Linked DNA regions of Mus musculus: all the other regions are linked to region 2. A link is a contact called in public Hi-C and HiChIP or PLAC-seq data. All regions are on one chromosome and are shown on one strand. Each heading gives the region's core, a stretch centred on a gene start, on an enhancer-like site or on the middle of the called end of the contact. The rest is flanking DNA. Distances are from core to core; before and after follow the strand shown. Region 1 has its middle 75 kb from the start of Gm33337. Region 2 overlaps Gm33624 (a long non-coding RNA gene). Region 3 has its middle 8.0 kb from the start of Gm33337. Region 4 has its middle 40 kb from the start of Ifngas1.

Region 1 (5,520 bases), core at 2,071-4,570, 350 kb before region 2:
TTGAATATTCTGGACCCCAGTGGAAGGAGCTTAAATGATGAGTGCACTCTCTAGTGGGACAGGGGACTCAGGTTTTCTCTATTTCTTGGCTTGAAGTATGAGTATTTGCTCTGGTGGCTGTTTGTGTCATGAAAGGTTTTCTTCACCAGAAGCGTATAGTCACGTCCCAATCAGTCTTGGATTTTACCTTCCCGTACTGGGAGCCAAAACAAAACTCTTTGCTTCAAATGTAACCTGCGTCCAGTACTATTACAACTCTGTGAGTTCTTCTGTTTGTTATGATTACATGATTCTCCTGTTTATTAGTATTCACAATTGACCTGTGTCCACATCTCTCTCATGATGAATGTATATCAACCTGAAAGATCTGTCTGCCAGCCTCTCATTGACCCTGTGTCTTGTCTTTTCCCATCTTCTGTTCCATCTTCTTTGACCTTGTGGTTTGGCCTCTTTTTGTTTATTTAGCTTCAATTTCTCACATATGACAACACTCTGCCCCCAGTTCATTGTATGTTCTCAGAATCACCATAGTTTGTACTGAGTATAAAAGAAACCATTCTCCATCCCATGTGGTATCTTCGACTTGATTCTCCTCAAAGGAGTCCACACGTTGACTTTACCAGTCTTCTCAGCAACTATGTGTTGCTCAGCTTCATAGCTTCAGCTATGAAGTAGACAGCGCTATATTACCTCAATGATGAAAGGATCGGAGTCACACAGTTTCGTTGTTGTCCCAAAGTATTGAAATGGAGGGTAGACAAAAGGCCTGCTTTTCATTTCACCGTAGTTCACCCCAGGTTGCCTTGTTGGAGCAGAATCTGAGATTGGTACTGTCCTGAAGGAGTAGACGTGACTGCTTACATTTTGAACCAAAAAAAGAAATCTTCTCAAGTTCATCCTTCAGTCACGTTAGCTGCGACTTCTGTGATCAGAAACTGGCTAGAGTTTCAGGCTGTGATGACATTGCCCGTTTCCGTGTAAGCGCTACTGGACAGTGGTGGCTGGACTCCCGTTGTCTGATTGATGCTCAGAATTGCTTGTTGGCTTTCTCGGAGCAGTTGTTTCGGGAAGGGATTATGCCACAGTCATATGAGGTACAGAGAGTCACCTCAGCATCTCACTCAGGTTCTCCATTCAGCCTTGAGTGAAGCCAGTTTGCTTGAGGACAAGATAATTTAAAATGCACAATCTTTTGGAGGCCCTGAGATTAATAAATCCAAGTCTCAGCACTGAGCCTGACTTCGGATCCCCAGCCTTCACTAAAACCGAAGCATGACTGTGCATAGCTGTAACCCCAGCACTGAGGGTGGGGGTGGAAGTGGGTGAATCCCTGGGGCTGCTGAGAGCCAGCATGGCCAGAATGGTGCCTTCCGGGGACAGTAAGAGACTTTGTGTCCAAGAGTAAGGTAGAGAGCTATAGAGGAAGTCAGTTGACAGCTAGCTTTGACTTCTGCTTATGTGCACATGGATACACACACACACACACACACACACACACACACACACGAGGGTCCACATGAATAGGCCTGGAATTAGAAAAGGTTTCTTCATCTCAGAACACATGAACATAGTAGGTATTCTCTATTACAACTATCTTGCTTTATGCTGTCAGAAATGGGCATTCAAAGGCATAAATACGTAACCTATCTAAAGTAATTTCATTAGTGACAAAGTTAAGGCTAAAATTGAGTTTCTGGGTTCCCTGTCCTGGGCTCTAGATCTCTCTCTTTCTCCCTGTCCCGATCCCTGTCCCTCTCCTTTTCCCCCCTCCCCTTTCTCTCCCTTCTTAGTTTCTCCCTTTCTCCCTTTCCCCCTTTTCTTCCTCCTCTTCTTTCCCTCTCCCCTTCCCCCTTTCTTCCCCCTCCGGCTTCACCTTCATCTTTATCTCCACCTCTGTTTCCCTCTTCGTGCGTGTGTGTGTGTGTGTGTGTGTGTGTGTGTGTGTGTGTGTTTGCTTTTGAGTGATAGCCCAGTATGGCCTGCAACTTACTATGTAGCTCACGCTGATTTCAAACTCCCAGGGATCCTCCTGCCTCAGCCTTTTGAGTGCTAGGATTACAGACATAACAGGACCCTCTACTCTAAACCACGTTGCTTTTATGGCCAGGTATAATCCACCAACTGGAGAATAACAAAGAAAAAAATTGCTTTCCTTCTAGTCACCCTCCCCTCCCCCTCTGCAACCTTCAAATGTGGGAAAGCTGTTATCCTAGGCTATGCCAAAAAAGGGGTGGGGGAAGCCACCATACAAGTCTCTCAAGACAGGCAGCCAGCAGGCAGGGCCTTGCCTTGACTAATGAGATGGCATTTCACTTGGTACCTTGGCCCACGCCCTTGCTTTTTCCAGAATGCGCGTCTGCTGAGAGCACCTGCTTGGAGCCCTTCCTCCATCAGCCACTGCACACAGTTCTAAATAAGTCAACCTTGGGTCGCCAAGAAGCCATCACAGCTTCTTGCCTACTAAGACAAAAAGCAACAGCTGGGTGACAAAAATATAACCCCTGTCACTTTTCCAAACAGCATAAGACCTGGCCAGAAGGGACCCTGAGTGAGATCTGGGGCATGCTGTCATTCACAGCTGCTGCCTGGGGTGACATTTTTCCTCCCTGGTGTTTTGAGTGGCAGAGGTTGGGATCATTTTCCGATGTTGCTTTTCTTCCTGGGGACTTCTTTGTTCACGTGCCACTGGGCATTCACCCCCTCTGGTCTGAAGTGTTTACATATAGCACGGGTGTGAAGTTCACTTTGGGGACAAATCCTGAAGCCACTTATTTATTTCTGCTAGAGGGGGAGCTGAGGTTTCTCCCACAGAAAAGCAAAACCAAGAACCAAGCTTCTGAGTTGCATCTGTTTTCTTTTCTGGAAACCACCCGCTTGCCCAATTTGGTTGCTGCCTCTTTTTTTTTTTTTCCAAGTGGGTCTATACAAAAGTCTGAATTACTCTCGCAGAGAAATAGCGTTAGCCAAGAAGCCACTCCGATTTGAATTTCTTTTCCTGGCATTCTCTCTCTCCCGCCACTTCCGATTTGATTTCCCACTTACACAAAATAATTATGGGGCAAAATGGATTATGAATTTCCTTAACAAGAGGCAGAATTGAATCGTTAGTAGAAAAAGAGAAAAAACCATCTGACGGCTGTCCACGTTCATTTTGATACTGTGAATCAGATGAACAGAAGCAGGCGTGTGTGTCTTTTAAGTAAACAGCCTGTGTTCAGAAGGGACCTTGGTGCTGGGGATGAAATAAAGGCTCGGGCTGGATGAGCTTCATAATCAGCCCAGCCTCTGCTGCCATCTGTCAGGGCTGGGCTCCTCTCCCTCCGGGCTGCAGCTCCTGGGGCCCAGCTGACAGAAGGGCATCATTATCTGGCTTGTGGGCTAGGTCATACCACCCAGACAGGTCACCTTGTGTCTTTGGGGTGTTTTGTCCCCCTCCCAAATTGAATCTTGAGACTAGGTAATTGAATTTTCATGCTAAGATTAAATGGTGATAGCATGCAATGTGTCCACTCCCTTCTGGTGGCCAAGTAGGCTTGTTAAAGTAGCAGGGATAGGATCCAGGTAGCTCTTCCTTCAGTCTTCAGGGGATCAGAAGCAGGGAACCCTGCCTGGGCACAGACCACAGAAATGCAAAGGTCTCAGAGATGTTCCCTGCCTTTACAGAGCCTGGGCACACATAGCAGACTGGAGCCCCTGAGCTTTGTGAAGCAGTGCAGTGGAAAAGGTACTAGCTGAGAATCAAATCAGATCCTCAGAGAAAGATGACACGATGCATGCGCGCACACACACACACACACACACACACACACACACACATACACACACATACACACATAGGCATACACACATATACACACATACACACACATGCACACACACACACATATACACACATATGCATACATGCATATACACACACATACACACATATACATGCATACACATACACACGTAATACACACACACATACATACACACACATATACACATATACACACACAGATACAGACACATACACACAAATACACACATATACACACATATATGTACATACACATACACACATGCACAGACATATACATACATACACACATACATATATACACACACATATACATACACACATACACACACATACTCATATATACACACATACACACACAGACAGACACACACATACACATACAGACACATACACACACATGCACATACACACACACACGTGCACATACACACACACACGTGCACATACACACACACAGACACACACAAACGTGTGCACAGTGAGTGATAGAGAGCCTTTACAGAGCTTGCATTCAAAGCAGAGGTGGATCTTGGGAGCTTTGTGATTGCAGTGCCGTGGAATATTCTTAGTGGAATCACAAGGAGAGAGTCCACATTCTGGAGAGCAGTGACATTACACATGCTCAAAGAAGGGACAAACTATGAGTATCTCTTTGGCACCCTGCACTGTCCTAGCTACCCCCTGCACTGCACACACACACACCCCGCCCCCTGCCCTGCACCTTGTCACAACTCTGAAAATCAATTCTGTGTGTCAGTACCTTGTTCAGTTACTTCCAGCCTTCTTTCATGGCACCCTACAGAACTTTCTACTGCACTGTAATCCATATTGCAGCTCACATGTTTTCTCCTTTCTCTGGGGATAGTTTCCAATCCTCACACCCACTGAGACAAGTCCCAAGCCCTGGTGGAAATGAGAGATGTGTCCCTAGCCCTGGTGGAAATGAGAGCTGTGTCCCCAGCCCTGGTGGAAATGAGAGATGTCCCCAGTTCTGATGGAAATGAGAATGTCCCCAGCCCTGGTGGAAATGAGAGATGTGTCCCCAGTCCTGGTGGAAATGAGAGATGTCCCCAGTTCTGATGGAAATGAGAATGTCCCCAGTTCTGATGGAAATGAGAACGTCCCCAGCCCTGGTAGTAATGAGAGATGTCCCCAGCCGATGAAAATAATAACAGCAATCCAGCAGCCACACAGCTGTATGTCTCCTTATCATTCCAAGTTTGTATTATTTTTGAAGGAGTGACTTCTTGGCTTTAGGCAAGTTGAGCCTACAATTCATTAAAAGCTTCTAGACTTTCACCAGCTAGAAGGAATGTCAATGAAGACAAATGATGCATTTACAAATGACATTTTTATGTTGTCACACTATGCGGTCAATCCACTCATCTATTTTGGCATTGGACTAGTAGGGAAAACAAAGAATCAATCTATCTTTCTTCTCTCTCTCTCTCTCTCTCTCTCTCTCTCTCTCTCTCTCTCTCTCTCTCTCTCTCTCTGTCTCTCTCTCTCTGTCTCTCTTAAGCAGTAACTTGAAATTTTATCCTGGAAACTCATAGTGTATCTAGTGTCATTGTGGTTTCTGGACTTGACTGGAATCAGTTGAAATTCTTCTTTTCTTTTTCTACAAACTCCATGAAATTTTCAATATTATGAAGTATTTTGTTTTTCCTACCATTAGTATGTAAGTAACAGGCAAGTTCTGTATAGTTAAATCC
Region 2 (6,120 bases), core at 2,900-5,399:
CAGTGTGTGCTTTATCTGTGGTTACAAGAAAAACCAGATTGAAGAAGGTGCCCAGGCCTCAACCATCAGACATCACTGGTCCACCCACCACACACCCAGCTTTACAGCTCAGGTACTTTTTAACCCGGTGCCAAGGAAACACCTGGTAGCAAATACGGTCAGCAATCGTTTACTATGCTTAAACTGGACTAGGGGCTAGAAGACAGTGGGGGCAAAGCCACTCCCTGACTTTAAAATCACACAGCTTAGTGGGGAATCCCAATAAGCAGACTGACTAAAGTTCCTGAGAGAAGATTAGCAATACCATCACCAGATGGGAAATTGGACCAGCAAATAGCCAAGCACGTCAGAGAAGTGTGTGTTTCATGGAACTAAGAATCTAGAACAATGCTGTCTGTGTAAGGCGAACAGGGAGAAATGGAGTTAAGAAGGGGGAGGGGGTGACTCCACAGGTCTCAGAGAAGGAACGTGTGGTGCATCTATGGAATTCAGAAACACCAAGAAGCAAGCATCTCTACCATGTTTCTGTAAGAAGCTCCACCCTCCTTCAAGGCTGAGAAGCACAAACCATCTGCTGAAGAAGCTGTCTTAGCATGGAGGGACACCAGACCTCTATTCTGCCTGGGAAGAAATGGGCTAATGACGGAGAATGCAAGGGTGTGTTTGTTTCCCCAAAGCTCCTGGCCTGACTGACTGCTCTAAAAAAGTGTTTCATTGAGTAGTGGTCAGCTGAGAGCTGCCCAGAGCCCTCTGTCAACCATGGATGTTCAGGGGAGCAGAGTGGGAAGGGTGAGGAGCTGGGGACTTCAGGGCCCTGATCCCTGAGGTCCTGCACCCACCCCACTCTCCTAGCCAGGAGAAAGACCAGTGAGTCTTTCAGGTGAGTGAGTCAGATGAGAGAAGAAAACCAAACCAGTTTGCTTCGTTTTGAGTTGCACCTGAGTCACAAGGCTGCTGTCAAACAAGGCTTTCCAAAGATAGCTCGGAAGATCATTGCCGAGAAAGATGGAAGGAGCCTCGGGAGTCCCCTGCTGTTCTCTGCACCCTGGTACGAGCTGCTACTTTGTTGCCACTTTGGAAACAGCAGACAGGTTCAGGGATGGCTGGGAAGAAAGGCTCCTTCTGGTAAAATGGCCCTCCTTGGCACCAAGACAGAGCACATGTTTGCCTTTCTGTTGAGTAAGAACGCTTTGTCATACTAGTAAGGACTCTTCTGTTTAAACTGGAAATACAGTGATGACTCAGCATCCTCTGGTGCATGGTCCCGAGACCTTGAGAGACTACCAGGCTCTCTAGATGCTCAATCCTCTATGCAAATGGTGCAGTGCTTGCAAATAGCTCATCATCATGTAGACTTGTGGGTTCCGGTCATGGTCACTGCTTTACATTATTATGGGAAAATTATGATGAAAAAAAGCCTGTGTGTGCTCACTACGGATGCACTGTCCCTTGAAACATATCAGTCCACACTGGGCTACTGCACGGATGAGGACATACAGGCCCAGCTACCCTGTATAGCTGTACCCAATGAATGCTATTCAGTCTGATCTTAGTGGCAGCAGTGGCAGCAACGCTCCTTCATACCTGCCCCAGTGTTCTGGGTTCCCAAATTAAATATGCACACTTTATATTCTGATATGCCTAAAACAACTAAATGGCTGAGCCATTTCCTAACCTCCACATGGCTAATCCACCCCTCTCTGATATCCCCATTTTATTACTTACTAAAATCTATATTCCATCTTTGCTGCCCTGGGCCCAGTCATGTAGCCCTCTTGAACTGTGTTCCCCTGGGTCCTACAGGGCGGCCATGTTCTCTGACCCGCTCCTCTCTGGTGTGGGATCTTGGTTCTCCTTCTTTCGACACCTCGGATCTCCCTCCTTCCTCCTCCCTCCTCCCTCCTCCCTTGGTCCCTTGCCCAGAGAATCCTAGAAGTCCCACCTCTGCCTCTCTGCCTGACCATTGGCTATCGCCATCTTTATTTACTAATGAGAACCTACTGTGGGCAGTCCCTCAGTGTCTTCCGTTCATGGGAGACACTGAAAACAGGTTTTGGGGGGAACATAACTAGCATGAGCATAGAAGCAGCTCCAACCCTGCCCACCCTTTGTTCCTGCCTCTTGATTGGCTTCGTTTATGGTCTTACTGAAGACTCTGCCTTTTCTATATCAGCTGTACTAGACTGGACCCTTATCGTCTCCACCTTTTGTTTTATGCCTTTTGATGGAGACTTACAGGGGAAGGAGGCATGGCTCAGTGGCAAAGAATTTGCCTGGCATAGGTGAGCCTTCACGTTTCCCCCATGTTCTGGCCCCAGCAGTTTTCCCTCCCTACCACACATAAAAAAAAAAAAAAAAAAAAAAAGTTAACAAATAAATCATGCTGTGGAAAACAAGAGAACCCTTCATAAGCAATGTTACAAAATGAATCATTGTCTATATTATTTCCAATTATTTATCACTAATCCGTTGTAAGCCATTTCTATATGACTTGAGGTAATCTATAATATTATCTTCCCCAGCTTTCCCAGGACCATTTGTTGTCTTGCCCATCCCTTGAATAATCTGAAAGGTATCTTTATCGTATGCTAAATATTTTATACTCTTGGGTGTGGTCGATTATGTTACCACACCCTCGCTAAGTATTTCAGAACCCCTCCCTGTGGAAGCGGTCCGGCAGGGATTAAACATCTGTTAGCCTGGGGTGTGGCCACTTGGCCGGTGGTGGTCAGCGAAACCCCATCAGGAATGACAAACATCTCCTATAAACAGATGCTTCAGGGGCGCAAGTGGCTCACCCTGCTTCCTGTCCCTCTGGAACACCATTACAAATCTGATGGAAGTTACTCCGTCAGCCTGGGCACCCGGATGAAAGTAGAATGGAAGAAAAGTCAACTGCCCCACAAAGGATACACAGTTTGAACAAAAATCCTCCTGGCTTATCAGCTCAGAAGGCTTTGTTTTCACAGGAAAGCCCATAAAAACCTAATCTGTCTTGACTATGTTTCTGTCCTTTCTTGAGTAGGAACAAGGGGCTTAATTTAATTTTTGTGTTTTGGTTCCTGGGGATTGAACCTAACAAGTTAGATCCCTCATCCTTCATTTTTATTTTGAGATGGGGGTTCACTGAATTGGCCAAGCTGGCCCAGGCAAGGCTTAAATTTGAAATCCTCCTGCCTCAGCCTCAAGAGCTGCTGGGATCGTAGGCCTAGAGCACCAGGCTGGCCTTCATGAGCCTTATTCTTGCTTAATAATCATACCCACCTGAAATCAAAAGTAGCTGCAAGCCCCTGCTTGTCAAAACAAGACCAGAAGTGATCCAAAAACGTCGCCACAAACGGTTTCTATGCTTCGTGTTTTTCTTTCTTCATCCAGCATTTTGGAATGCAGGGAGCAAGCCACGGGGGCTGGAAAGGAAGGACAAACCCTGGCAAGAGGCTGCAGGACAGCACTTAAAATTGTGTAACAACACCACTTGGGGGATTCTAGTGTTATCTTTTGCCCCACCAGGACAAGAGCCTTAACTGCAGACTGAGTTCACGGAGCTGACTGTGAGGCCATTCTATCTGTGATGTTCACACCTGCCATCCCTCTGTGTGGGCCTGACTTAAAGCTCCACAGTACATTTATTAAAATAATTCTGCCTCTGTCTGGAAGTGACTTGTTCATGCCCAAGAGGACAAGAAGAAATCCGTAATCTAGAATATCAGACAGATGTCTTGGAGGTCCAGGAAAAATCTACAAGATCATGTCTTCCCAGCTTTGAGATTACCTTCATGACCTCGCATGTAGTCATGAATAAGAAATGATGGATTCTGGTAAAAAAAAAAAAAAAAGAAAAGAAAAGAAAAGAAAAGAAAAAGAAAAAAAAATCGCATTTGTACACGACAAGACCTGATTCTGTTCTTCTGCCCAAATTATGACAGTGAATGGTGGCCAACCTTTGGCTTGCTCTTGAGCCCAAAGTCAGAGAAAAAAATGTTATCTTTTCCAACGGCATTTCTACTCCATCCCACCTCCCCGAGCCTCCTCCGCAGCTCATCAGAGATTCACAGACATATAAATCAGAGTTGGCTCTACATACAGAAGGAGAGAGAACTGGACACCGCCCAAACAGAGATGTCATTCCCAGAACAATTAGTCACCAGCAGCACACATTCCATGCAGCGGTCAGGAGCAAGAGCCTCCCGAAATAAGTGCAGTCAAGAATCAGAGCTGTTAGGGAGAGAGAGAACACTAGTGAAGCTTCTAGCCCAGGGCCACCGTGTGGGAACTCTCCACACTGGGTACAGAAAGCCTGCTGGGGAAGCAGGGTGGGGGCTGCCAAGGACTCAGGTACACAGAAAGGGTGATGGGAAACAGAAAAAAAAAAAAAAAAAAAAAAAAGCCGATCTGGAACAAATCTAGAGTGTTCACTTCGTCCTCTCCTGGGAAGAGGTCTAAAGGCATATGCTCTATGTGGTGGTCATATGTTATAGTTATGTGTGTGATGGTTCTCACTGGGCAATCCATAGCAAGACTTGGATCTACCTGTCTGTGAAAAATATCTCACATTCATGATGAGGTTTTGCCCTCCTTGTGCCCATGAAAGGCAAGGAAGGAACACATTTTGCTCATAAGGAAACTGAGGCACAGCTGGGTGATGAAGTTGAGAAGTGATAACTGCTCTTTACTTGGGAAAATGATTCTTGGGCCCTTTCCTCTAGGCCCTGATGCCTAATTGGTAAGTTCTTTCAAGAAAAAAAAGGAAGGAAGGAAGGAAAGAAGGAAGGAAGGAAGGAAGGAAGGAAGGAAGGAAAGAAAGAAAGAAAGAAAGAAAGAAAGAAAGAAAGAAAGAAAGAGAGAGAGAGAGAGGAAAGATGGAAGGAAAGAAAGAAGGAAGAAAGGAAGGAAGAAAAGAAGGAAAGAAGGAAAGAGGGAAGGGGAAAGAAGTGGAGGAGGGGGGAGGAAGGAAGGAAGAAGAAATGAAGGGAGGGGAAGAAAGAGGGAGGAAGGGAGGAAGGGAGGGAGGACAGGAGGAAAGAAGGAGAAAGAAGGAAGGGGAAAAGAAAGAAAGAAAGAAAGAAAGAAAGAAAGAAAGGACGACCAAAAGAAAGAAACAGACAAACAAAGAAAAGGAGGAAAGAAGGAAGGAAGGAAAGAATGAAAAAAGGAAGGAAGGAAGGAAAGAAGGAAGGAAGGAAAAAATGTTGTGAATGGCTAATACTCAATCCAACCAAGAAAGATCTGCCTGAGTCCAACCTGAAGCTGAGCCCTTAGCAGCCAGTGAGATATCACTGCACACTAGGCTGGAAGGAGCCAGGCTTGGCACCTTAACCCACTTAGGTCACTGAGACTGTATCAGCAATTAAAGGACAGTCTGAAGAATGGAGAAGGTCACTGGGTCCAGCCTCCAAATGGACAACATTCTCAAGCAATTCTTTTTTGACGCTGGTAAGATTCTTCACCGTGCATGTGATATTTTAAAATTCAATTCAGCTTAAACTGTTTTAAGCTGGGATCCAATTCATTAGACTTCTTAGCATGGCAGGTTGGTTATTTTTGCCACTGTGACAGAATACCTGGCTAAAAGACATTTAAGGGGAGAAGGTTTCCCTTGGGCTCACAACTTAGGGGATACAATTCACCATGGTAGAGCAGGCATCGAGGCAGGAGCAGGGCATGCAGCTCACACTCCTCAGATCTTGGACCAACAGGAAGTATAGAGTAGACAGGAAGAGGGGTATCTTCTCCTGCACAAAACATCATGACCAAGAAGCAAGTTAGGGAGGAAAGGGTTTATTCAGCTTACACTTCCACATTGCTGTTTATCACCAAAGGAAATCAGGACTGGAACTCAAGCAGGTCAGGGAGCAGGAGCTGATGCAGAGGCCATGGAGGGATGTTACTTACTGGATTGTTTCCCCTGGCTTGCTCAGCTTGCTTTCTTATAGAACACAGGACTACCAGCCCAGGGATGACACCACCCACAATGGGCCCTCCCCCCTTGATCACTAATTGAGAAAATGCCTTACAGCTGGATCTCAGGGAGGCATTTCCTCAAGGGAGGCTCCTTCTCTGTGATAACTCCAACTTGTGTCAAGTTGACACACAAAACCAGCCAGTACAAGGGGCCAAGCT
Region 3 (5,767 bases), core at 3,266-5,765, 280 kb before region 2:
CAGGTCTCCCGAACATCCAGGAGAGCTGCCCCAACTGCTAAACTGTGATACACGAGTCTTATTCGCTGCCTCTGCTCAGGAAAGCGAGTGAATCCCTATCATGATTCTAACAGGAATCTTAGGGTCCTCTATGGCTTGACCATTCTAGCTTAAAACAGAAAAGAGCTAGCAGTGCCTGTTTGGAAAGCTAGCACAAAGAACGTACAGGAGGATGAGAGAGGTTGCTTTGAAGCCAGTCTTTGCCAATGAAGTTGTCTTAGAGTTTCCACTGGTGTGAAGAGACACCATGACCAAGGCAACTCTTATAAAGGACAACATTTAATTGGGGCTGGATTACACGTTCTGATCCATTGTCATCAAGGTGGGAGTATGGCAGCATCCAGGCAGGCATGGTTGCAGGAGATGCTGAGACTTCTACATCTTGTTCTAAAGGCAAACAGAAGGCTGGCTTCCAGGCAGTTAGGAGGAAGTTTTATCAAAGCTCACCCTCACAGTGACACACTTCCTCCAACAAGGTCATACCTACTCCAACAAGGCCACACCTCCCAATAATGGCACTCCCTGGACCAAGCGTATTCAAACCACCACAGAAGTCTAGTTATGAAAATGAACCCCATGGAATGTCACTTATGTCCTCTCTCCTACATGTTGTGCTTTCCCTTTCTTGTTATGATAACCAGAGCACTTTATCAGCCACTAAAAGGCCTTTAATTCCTGATTATCTGTCCAAGGGCACGACTCTGACATTGTCTTATAAGGCAATTGTTATCACATATGCAAACCTCAAGCTGTACCTGGACTCTACAGGAATTTGTGTCTAGTTAATGACACCTGTCATGAGCTAAGAGATCCTGCACACCCCCATTCCTGAACACTGTTAGATGTTTTGTAAACATTCTATTATTAAACTCTGACTGTATTTCCAAATGGGCATTATATTCTTCATTTTTACATAGGAGAAAAACAAGTTTCCGAGTGTGCTTATGTTTCTCAGAATTCTGTAAATGATTCAATTAGCTTTCAAATCAACGTTCTCTGCCACCCCATGCTCTCTCTGTCCTTTAAACACTACCTTCAACCAGATCAGTTCATGGAAAGTGCCTGCTACAAAATAGGTTCTTAAAAAATGGGTTTTTGTTTTGTTTTGTTTTGTTTTTTACAGATTTAACCAAGGCAAGATGTGCCAAGCTAGCACATAGTAGTCTAAAGCAAGATTCAAAGCTGAGAATGTATTTACATCACAGGGCAGAATTATTTAAATGGCAGACATACTTAAAATGAAAGCATTCACATGTCCATGGTACAGAGCAGGCTGTGGCCAGATAGCTGCCGTGAACATTGCTCTCAGTGTACACAAAGTAGCAACACAAGACCTGAGCCAGCTAATCTATAATTCTGTTCATGAGGTAAGTTGTTAATGAATGAAAGTTTGAGCATGTTGACACATTTGCTTAAAATTATTTATTTTCCTTTTAAGAAATTTTATATGCATGCATGCCTGTGTGAGTATATGGCACGTGCATACGTGTGTGCCCACAGAAGCCAGGAGAGTGCATTGGATCTACCAGAGCTGGAACCATAGACAGTTATCAGCTCTCTGACATGATTGCTGATTGCACCCATACAAGTATCAGAATGCAGGGGCCTGAGAATGAGGAGTTTTGGTGTCCCAGGTCAGGACAAAGGTGCCCTAACTCCGAAAGAGAGAGCAGATTGTCATGTCTCCTATCTCCTTCTTCCATTAGGCTCTGTGCTGCTTGCTTTCCTGGCATAGGCTGTCTGGAATGAGGAATGAGTCATGTACTCAGGTGTCTTCTCCTGAACCAATCCCCTAATGAATAAAGGAGCCAATCATTGGGTGAGTAGGCGGGACTTCCGGGTTAAACAGAGGAAGAAAGCAAGCAGGAGAGAGGTCCTTTTTGAAATGGGGACAGCAGAGGGGTAAGATGTAGCTGCTAGTCAGTTTCCCGGTATCATGGCGTATCTGCAAGGATTTGCCACCGGAGGAGTCAGATTTTAATAAGGATTACAAGATTAGGTTTTAGTTGTTGTACCCAGAGATTGAGTTACCATTGTTTCTGAACTAAGTTTGTGTTGTGTTTTCCTTCACACAGCAACTTGTTTGGGCTCAAGAGAGAAAGGTACGACGACCAAGCTTAGGTTTTCCTGAGGTGCTCCACGAAGGCCGTGAGGGACTTGAGGCACTGGGTTGGCATGGTAGTGACTCATCAGTGGGAATCCAGCGAGCTGGGTGATATTGTGGAGCTCAGAGTCAGAATCTCCATGAGATTAAAACAAGCCGACCATTGCCTACCAGTGCACGGCCAGGCAGGCTGCTGGGGCAGAGGCACAAGAACGGGGGAACGTGCCAGTTGGTTTTTTAATATTTCCCACAACATAATAGCACTTGACCACATTGACAGTGAGCAGGGCCTTGTCCTGCTCAGTCTACCAACTCTAAATGATATAAAATGGTCAGTCATCTCTGGAAACCCCTCATAACCCTGTTGTTCAAATCTTTACCTGACATCTAGAGGTCCCTAAATCCAGTCATGTTGGTACCGCAAATCACACCCCGAGTTTATCAAGTTCCTTAGGTCAGCTATGAATGCTCTCCACACCCTGGCCAATGGCATCAGCATCAGCACTGCCCATCTGACTAGCTGTGTGTCAGTCACACCACGTCCCCCTAAAGCTTTGGCACATCGTTAATTTTACAGCTCTCAGCCTTTGAATGCAGCGACTGGTTTCCCCAAATGGCTCATTATTCTTCTCCATTGCTTAATGCTAATCTAAAGCCTTTGCTTCATGAAACTATCCCTGGATCTCCAGAGTCAGGCAAGGTCCCTTCCGCACAGCACCTTTCTCATCTTTATCTGTGGGTTGTGTTCTATTCTCTTCTACTTGGCCATTGGCGTTTTCAGGATATGTATCGCATAATGCCTTCTGTAAATTCATTGCTGAACATACTCCCTGCAAATGGAGCTTAATAGCTACTGTTTGAACTGGTGAGCATAAGTTGTTCTTGGGGGGGGGGGGCGTAACACAAGTAAAAAGGAAGTGAGAAAAGACCATTATTTTAGGTGGTAAGAAATAATGAGTTGCAATTGGGTTGTTTGGGGGAAACCCATTTTTCTAGGACATGCCATTGTTTATCTAGAAGTTTCTGTTAGTGAATCTGGTATAGATTGCAGTACACATCAGATGACATTCCCTAGTCTGTCTGGCAGTTTGCAGTTTTATTAGCTTATGAATTATGGTAAGTGGAAAACACATATGAATGATATAAACAAATTTTCATCGTGGCTGAGGAAAAACCCTCCATTCTCATTGCCTTCCTCATATCTGCTCCTGGAAAATGTCACTGTAACAAAAAGTCTCAATTTAAGAGCGCTATGGATGGAAGGAGCTTGCTACACTGAGGAGTGACTCCTTGGCGATGAGACCCTGCACAGCTGCCCAATTAGAAACATCTACACGGATATCAAGCCCTCGAGAGATGAGTGTTATTTTTATGTGAAATTAACATAAAAATGTTCATGATTAATATGGCCAAATAATTTATTTACACCCATACTGTCTCACATAAAATTCTACAAAACTTGGAAAAAAGAAACCCTCAGAGCCATAAGAGAACGTCATTTAATTGGGTAACTCTCATTATATATTCTCGGAGTGATGTGTTCATTAAAAGGAGCCGAAAGCTGTAGACAGAGAAAGGCATTTCAGCATAAAGCAGAGGTGCAGTTGGAGAAGTTCTGATGTGCAGTGTGTTGTGTGTGCATGCGCGCGCGCGTGTGTGTGTTTGTGTCTGTGTGTGTCCGTGTATGTGTGTGTGTTTGTGTGTGTGTGTGTGTGTGTGTGTGTGTGTGTGTAATATCAGAGGTTAGATATAGAGTTAGATGCTGGGCAGTGGTGGTGCATGACTTTAATCCTAGCACTCAGGAGTCAGAGGCAGGAGGAGCTCTGTGAGTTCAAGACCAACCTGGTTTACAGAGGGAGTTCCAGGACAGTAAGGGATACACAAAGAAACCCTGTCTTGAAACAACAAAATAAGACAAAACAAACAAACAAAAAAAAATAAAAATAAAAATATCCCAGGGCTACCCAGTCAGTCAGTCAGTCAGTCAGTCAGGATAGGAGGCCCCTACCCTTTTCTCAGGACTTGTGTATGTGCAGACAGAGAAGTGAGGCTCCCTTCGCTTGTTTGGTGAGGAACTAGGTAGAAAATGAAGATTGTGATGGAAAGAAATCCTGAGGCTTTGTTGGGTAGGAAGCAGAAAGAAGTACATGTGTGAGGGAAGTGTGATTTCTCTCGGTATCCTGGGTACCACATGACCAATCAACCCCTTTCCTTATCTCCATACCTCCATCTTTTGTTTTGTTTTTTGTTTGTTTGTTTTGTTTTGTTTTCTTGTAGTCAGTTAGCCATTCTGCACTGAAAGCCATGCATTGCTTGTTACAAGCACAGCCAAAGTGAAAACCCACAGACGGGGTTCCTAGGAAACAAGAAGGCAGATATCTTAGTCAGGGTTTCTATTCCTGCACAAAACATCATGACCAAGAAGTAAATTGGGGAGGAAAGGGTTTATTCAGCTTACACTTCCACATTTCTGTTCATTACCAAAGAAGTCAGGACTAGAACTCAAGCAGGTCATGAAGCAGGAGCTGATGCAGAGGCCATGGAGGGATGTTCCTTACTGGCTTGTTTCCCCTGGCTTGCTCGGCCTGCTCTCTTATAGAACCCAAGACTACCAGCCCAGAGATGGTCCCACCCACAATGGACTGGGCTCTCCCAGCTAGATCACTAATTGAGAAAGTGCCTTACAGCTGGATCTCATGGAGGCACTTCCTCAAGGGAGGCTCCTTTCTCTGTGACAGCTCCAGCTTGACACACAAGTTAGTCACAGGAACAAAACCAGGGTAAAGACCAGTTGCTTTGGGTATTATCATCATCCAAGGGATGACTTCCCTGTGATACGACAGATGACGACAGATGACACTTGAGTCAACTCTTTGCTTGACCAGATCTTAAAATAGATGTGGCAAAACAGGCTAACAGAAGTGAAACGGTTATTCTAAGAAGCAGGGAACCGTGGGCATGATCAGGCTTACGTCATGGTACCCATAGAGCCCCAGACGCATAGACAGTTCTCACAAGTTGAGCCCATAAGGCTAACGCTGAGGCGATATCTTTAGATGATCTCTCTACTCTTTCCTCTTACTGAGGAAAAGGACTAAGGCAGACATGGCCACCTCGGGCCAGCAGTGCTGCCGTGAGGATGAGATTCATGATGGTGCCAGCTGTTTCTGCACGAGTCCATCACAACATTCATTGACCAGGCTACCCTTCCTACCATTGGCTTGCAGCCAAAGACTTCCAACAGCAGAGGCATGGTGGCAGCTTCACTTTTGTACGGTTGCCAGTAAAATGTGGCTTTTGCTGGAGTGTTAGGTTCTGCCCATTCATCCTTTGCTCGGCTCCCTCCCAGGGTTTTACCCAAGCATCCTATGTCCTTAACATCTCCATGTGTAGTTCTCCCAGTCAACAAACCTCTTACATGTCAAACCTTGCCTTAGCACCTGTTTCTTAGAGAACCCAGGGTTCTAAGAACTGGATTTGTCTTCTAGAATAACTATCAAAAAGTAGATAGCCGATCAAAGTGGAAACATCAGATACATGGCTCCAGAACCCCAACATATGGAATGCAGATACAAGGGCCAGAGTTTCGGAGCTTGGACATCATTAAAGGCCCATTGATTAAAA
Region 4 (5,608 bases), core at 1,476-3,975, 400 kb before region 2:
GTAGTAGGTACTTAGGAAGGATAATTAAGTATTCACCAAACTGATGTGTAGTTTTGTCTCGTGTGTTGGTGTATTTGAATGGTGTCTTCAGATGTTTGTAAAGAGAGCTGTTTATTATACATCCATTGCCAATCTATTTACAAGCAGTTACACAGCAGAGGCGTGGGGATTGTATTTATGAAAGATGCTAAATCAACACTTGGGAGTCTATTTCGAAGCAAATTGCAGCATTTTCCCAACCCTGAGAGAAATAACTTGAGATTAGAAAACATCTTTTTTTCCCAAAGAGTTTAATACACTTGCAAATACACACCAGTCTTTCAAACTGTTAACAGTAATTACATTTACATTTCATCGGCGTCCTTAATTTTTAAAAATGAGTATAAATTAGAAATTTACAAACTAGTGAAAATTAAGATACATTTATATAGTGCTTATTGCAAAGCTGTTACTGTGTTGCTAGAGGAGGGAGGAGGTGTTCATAGGACAGGCTCCATCCCTCAAGAAATGGACAATTAATTAGAAGGGCTTCAAATCTCGAGTTCTTTTGTTAAAAGCTAGGAACCAAAGAAAACTTGGTCGCCATGAGAGAGCAAGGATTTGGTTTCCAGGCAGGGTTTTACAGGATTGTGGCACTTCAAACCTAGACTCTAACATCTGCAGAGTTAGGTTTTCAAGTTTCTACTTCATGACTTAGCCAAATGGGATCCTGAAGGGACACAAGGTGTGTCTACATCTCTATGTTTAAAGGGAAGGTTTGTAGGCTGGCCAAGGGACTCACTGGGTAAAATCGTTTGCTGCATAAGCCTGACGGCCTGAGCTCGATCCCTGAGACCCATGGTGAAACGAGAGGTCAGACTTCTGAGAGCTGACCCCCCATACACACTTATACACACGCCCATACATGTGCCCATACATGCACCCATAATGCACTCCTACATATATTCATATACACACTCATACATGCACTCATGCACACACTCATACACATCTCCATACATGCACACAAACCATACACCCATACACACACCCCTAAACACTCATACACATACACCCATACACATTCATACCCATGCCTATACACACACTCATGCACACATATACACATACTCACACACACACTCATACATACACCATACAAACACCCAAACACACACCCATGCACACACTCCTAAACACTCATACACATCTCCATACATGCACTCATGCACACAACCCTATACACTCATACACACACCCCTAAACACTCATACACGTACACCCATACACATTCATACCCATGCCCATACACACACTCATACACACATATACACATACTCACACACACACTCATACATACACCATACAAACACCCAAACACACACCCATGCACACACTCATACATACCCACACACACACCATACAAACACCCATATACACTCATACACATACATACACAAATGCATATACACTCATACATACACATATACTCATACACACACCCATACACACACTCATACATCCACTCATACACACTCATACACACACACTCATATGTGCTCTTATACACACACTCATACACACACCAATACACAGGCCCCCACACACATATGCATACTCATATATGCATTCATACACACACCCATATACACTCATACACACACTCATGAATGTACTCACACACACACTCATAACACACACCCATACACAGGCCCATACATGCACTCATATATGCACAAGTAAGATTTGTAAAACTGATTCGCTGTTCAGGCATATCTTCTAGTTCTTTTACTTTTCTTTCTGATATTACAATATAATTATATCATTTCCCCCATCCCCTTTCTCCCCCAAACCTCTTCATATAGCCCTCCTTGCTCTCTTTCAAATTCATGGCCCCCATTTAAGATTAATTGTTATTACACAAACAATGTATATATACATACATCTATACTTCCAAATATAGCATGTCTCGTCTATGTTTGGATAGTTTCAGAGCTGAAGATTTGGTGTTAGATAACCGGTTGGTGTCCCCTCCCTTTTAATCTAATGGATAAAGTTATTAGAACAAATCAAAATGACTATCTTCGGGTGCCTCTAACCCAGTCAGTAGCAAAGTTTGGCCTACGTCAAAATTATCTGTAAGAATGATAAAACACAGATTCTTCTTAAAACCTACGAGATTACAACTACCTGGAAGGAGAAGGCTTTGTGCTTTTATTGAGGTTTCCACGTGACCCCGGTTCAAGGACAATTAATTATATGAGCAATTTGAAAGGTCTGAGAAAAAAGTTGACCATAGTTAATCTATAAAGCATGCTATAGTTACTAATGCTTTTTTTCTGATCTGCTAACAAATATTCCATTTTAGGAGACGTGAGGAGATGAACATTACCCGGCACTGCTGTGTTGACAATGCTCATAGGTTACAACAGAAAACAACACTCACAACTGAAGTTCTGTTCCGCGAACCCTCACCAGGCCACACCTCTAAGACTGGAGACAGCAACGTACTTCCCCGTCCAGGCTGCTAGCTCGCTGCTTGCTCTTTTGAGGACACCTAGCTTATCTTAGTCCCAGGGAGTTCAATCTTTCAAATTCCTCTTCCCAGAAGAGGACTCTTTAAGTCATTCCAATGAAAAGGAAAGGCGCACGGGATTCCCTCGCGAGGTGTTCTCTGAACTGGCTGCTGGTGGCTCCCTTGGCAGGGATGAAGCAAAAAAGGCGCTGGCTATCTGCTACTGACAAGCTCATTCCTCTTCGTCCAGCCCTTGGGTCCCTTCTTGGCAGCCCTGTATCAGAAAGCAAATGCGGACAGTTCCAAATCAGCTGCAGACAAAGCTACACTGCAACACTCCTGCACCTCTTAGCTGATGTTAGGGAGTTCTTCCCGGTACACTTTAAACAGAGATGGGGGAGGGGAAGGCTCTTTGAAACAATCACTTTGCTGAGGTAACACATTCAATTCTGTTCGCACAAAATCACTCCTTGTGCAAATGGGCAGCTGGGACTTAGCCAAGAGCTGAGAAGAAAATGGATGAAGCCTTTCATTCTACACTTGAAATCTTTCAGTTTTGCCAAAGGACAATTTCAGATACAACCAGGGTGAACTTCCGGAAGAGCTCCACTTCCTGCTGACCTCGAGCAGTGAGGCCAACCCCAGGCCTGGTTGGATCAGCCTTGGTAGTTACTTATAAGACCCTTGGGACTAACTGTACAGGGCTGCTTACCCTGTGCTCCAGGGGCAACCAATTCACTGGCCTGACATGGGAGTCACTGACTGGCTCAATGAAGGCTTCTTTTCCCCTGCCCCCTTCTCTGAGTAGCTCAGGGGATAGCTACTAGCTACTGAATATTGCTAGGGAGACATTTACAAGACAGTATTTGGTAAGTGGATTTTCATACACATTTGGTAAGTGTTCATTGTTAGAGCTCAATGGCACCGTAAATGAGTTTGGAATTGAATTCAAGGACCCCGATATATGCAGAAGCAGGGCTTATCCTTTTCAATAACGAAAGCCTGCCCAATAGTTGATGCTTGAAAAACAGACAGACGCTGTGTTCCACTCACCAGAGGTCTTAGGATCCCGTGGGGAATCCTGTGTGGGCCCTTGCGGGTGTCGGGCGACTCATGAAACTCAAGAAAAATGAAGACTGAAGTGTGGACACTATGCCCCTCCTTAGAAGTGGGAACAAAACACCCATGGAAGGAGTTACAGAGACAAAGTTTGGAGCTGAGACGAAAGGATGGACCATGTAGAGACTGCCATATCCGGGGATCCATCCCATAATCAGCATCCAAACGCTGACACCATTGCATACACTAGCAAGATTTTATCGAAAGGACCCAGATGTAGCTGTCTCTTGTGAGACTATGCCGGGGCCTAGCAAACACAGAAGTGGATGCTCACAGTCAGCTATTGGATGGATCACAGGGCTCCCAATGGAGGAGCTAGAGAAAGTACCCAAGGAGCTAAAGGGATCTGCAACCCTATAGGTGGAACAACATTATGAACTAACCAGTACCTCGGAGCTCTTGACTCTAGCTGCATATGTATCAAAAGATGGCCTAGTCGGCCATCACTGGAAAGAGAGGCCCATTGGACTTGCAAACTTTATATGCCCCAGTACAGGGGAACGCCAGGGCCAAAAAGGGGGAGTGGGTGGGTAGGGGAGTGGGGGTGGGTGGGTATGGGGGACTTTTGGTATAGCATTGGAAATGTAAATGAGCTAAATACCTAATAAAAAATGGGAAAAAAATTCAAAAAAAATTAAAAGAAAACAAAAAAAGAAAAACAGAGATAGTCATTGAAACCTGAAGAAGTAATATAAACAAATTTAAAATTCATCGAATGGATTTTCTTCCAATGAGTTCATTGTCATATAGAGTTGAGGGTTTGTGTAATTGAAAAAAAGCAAGCATCCATTGTGAATCTACGTTATTACTTTTTAATTTCATTTGCTTGCGTGTGCGTGCCGGTGTGTGTGTGTGTGTGTGTGTGTGTGTGTGTGTGTGTGTGTGTGTGTGCGCCAGCTGAGCGTATTGCTGTGCCCATATAATCCCAATACTCTGAAGTCTGAGACAGGAGGATTACTGTGAGTTCAAGGTTAGCACAGGCTATACTTTGTGAGTTCTAGGCTATCCTGGACTACAGAATGAGAGGCTCTCTCAAAAGAAGAGAACAAGAGGGAGCCAGCGGGATGAAGGAGATTTCAACAGAGAGCTTGCTTTCGTCACTCCCGGTCAGCTTTCTCTCAAAACTGTAATAAAGCAGGTGACGGTGCAACAGTAGAAACTCCTCTTCAAGGACGACTTGGGAGCTGGCAGTGGTGGCAGGCACACACACACACACACACACACACACACACATACACACACACACACACACACACACACAGAGGAGGGCACACATACACACACATACATATAGACACCCACCCTGTGCACACACACATACCACCCCTACACACACACACACACACACACACTGTATGACTTGGTGTGGGGGCTGTGTGAGCTGTCTTTATCCCCCCTGTTTCCTGAAGCGTGGCCCCCACAGGGGCAGGTACTGCCTGTGAGGTGGGATGCTCACTCCACTGCTCTCACTCTGCTCATTACCTCAGTGATAGGCCCCCGGGGAGATGCTGGCTTCCATCTGCTCTTTAGGAACGTCCTTGTGTAGGAGCGAATTGTGTCCTAACTTGGGTTATTAATTTTTATAGTGAGATCTCAGGGAGGTTATACTGAGTTTACACATGGAAAAGTAGGTAGAAAGTTGAAGGTTTTTCTCCAGTAAAACAGGAACACTCACTACCCCACTATACATACATACATACATATACATACATACATACATACATATATTCACATATGTAGACACACATGCACGCATGTCCAAGTGTGCACACAAATGCACCTATTTTCCCTAGACAACTATATAATGTAGTAAATTACTATAAGTTGTGCTTGTGTGTGTGTGCAAGTATTTGTGCATGTATTTGTGCATGCATGTTCCTATGTGTGTCTATGTGCCTGAGTGCATGTGTTTGAGTCTTTTTCAGGCTTTGCTTCTGAGGATGATGAACACAGAGAATGATGGAGTAAATGAGCCACTCCGGGAGAGTGAGCAAT

What was found. A called contact is a pair of places that touch in the nucleus more often than the background predicts. HiChIP or PLAC-seq counts read pairs in DNA pulled down with a chosen protein or histone mark.
Region 1: a Hi-C map of myocytes shows a contact between it and region 2, with 4 times the contacts expected there. The contact joins two enhancer-like sites. A contact is called at or near these places in 1 of 15 datasets of contacts at CTCF or cohesin (the NIH/3T3 cell line), 2 of 484 Hi-C or Micro-C datasets (bone marrow-derived macrophages and myocytes) and 2 of 115 datasets of contacts at active chromatin or transcription factors (embryonic stem cells and memory CD8 T cells).
Region 3: a contact with region 2 is called in a Hi-C map of myocytes, with 3 times the contacts expected there. The contact joins two enhancer-like sites. A contact is called at or near these places in 5 of 484 Hi-C or Micro-C datasets (bone marrow-derived macrophages, cortical neurons, myocytes and 1 more) and 2 of 115 datasets of contacts at active chromatin or transcription factors (memory CD8 T cells and thymic regulatory T cells).
Region 4: a contact with region 2 is called in an H3K27ac HiChIP or PLAC-seq map of heart atrium, with 10 times the contacts expected there. The contact joins two enhancer-like sites. A contact is called at or near these places in 11 of 484 Hi-C or Micro-C datasets (CD4 T cells, CD8 T cells, Sertoli cells and 7 more) and 6 of 115 datasets of contacts at active chromatin or transcription factors (bone marrow-derived macrophages, heart atrium, hepatocytes and 3 more).

What each region holds. Positions count from the first base shown.
Region 1 is chr10:118,637,946-118,643,465 of GRCm38.p6, forward strand. No RefSeq gene overlaps it. Among named protein-coding and RNA genes, the nearest start is that of Gm33337, 75 kb to the right of the region's middle. Within about 2 kb of position 3,321, at least 42 of the 459 cell types and tissues checked have an H3K27ac peak or open chromatin away from gene starts, as enhancers often do. A contact at or near this core is called in myocytes, where this site is marked.
Region 2 is chr10:118,987,287-118,993,406 of GRCm38.p6, forward strand. It overlaps Gm33624 (a long non-coding RNA gene), which reads right to left. Exons shown (of 4, transcript XR_872094.1): 2 at 5,628-5,732; 3 at 3,265-3,407; 4 at 1-15. Among named protein-coding and RNA genes, the nearest start is that of Gm33624, 17 kb to the right of the region's middle. Within about 2 kb of position 4,150, at least 56 of the 459 cell types and tissues checked have an H3K27ac peak or open chromatin away from gene starts, as enhancers often do. A contact at or near this core is called in heart atrium and myocytes, where this site is marked.
Region 3 is chr10:118,704,881-118,710,647 of GRCm38.p6, forward strand. No RefSeq gene overlaps it. Among named protein-coding and RNA genes, the nearest start is that of Gm33337, 8.0 kb to the right of the region's middle. Within about 2 kb of position 4,516, at least 18 of the 459 cell types and tissues checked have an H3K27ac peak or open chromatin away from gene starts, as enhancers often do. A contact at or near this core is called in myocytes, where this site is marked.
Region 4 is chr10:118,593,681-118,599,288 of GRCm38.p6, forward strand. No RefSeq gene overlaps it. Among named protein-coding and RNA genes, the nearest start is that of Ifngas1, 40 kb to the left of the region's middle. Within about 2 kb of position 2,726, at least 12 of the 459 cell types and tissues checked have an H3K27ac peak or open chromatin away from gene starts, as enhancers often do. A contact at or near this core is called in heart atrium, where this site is marked.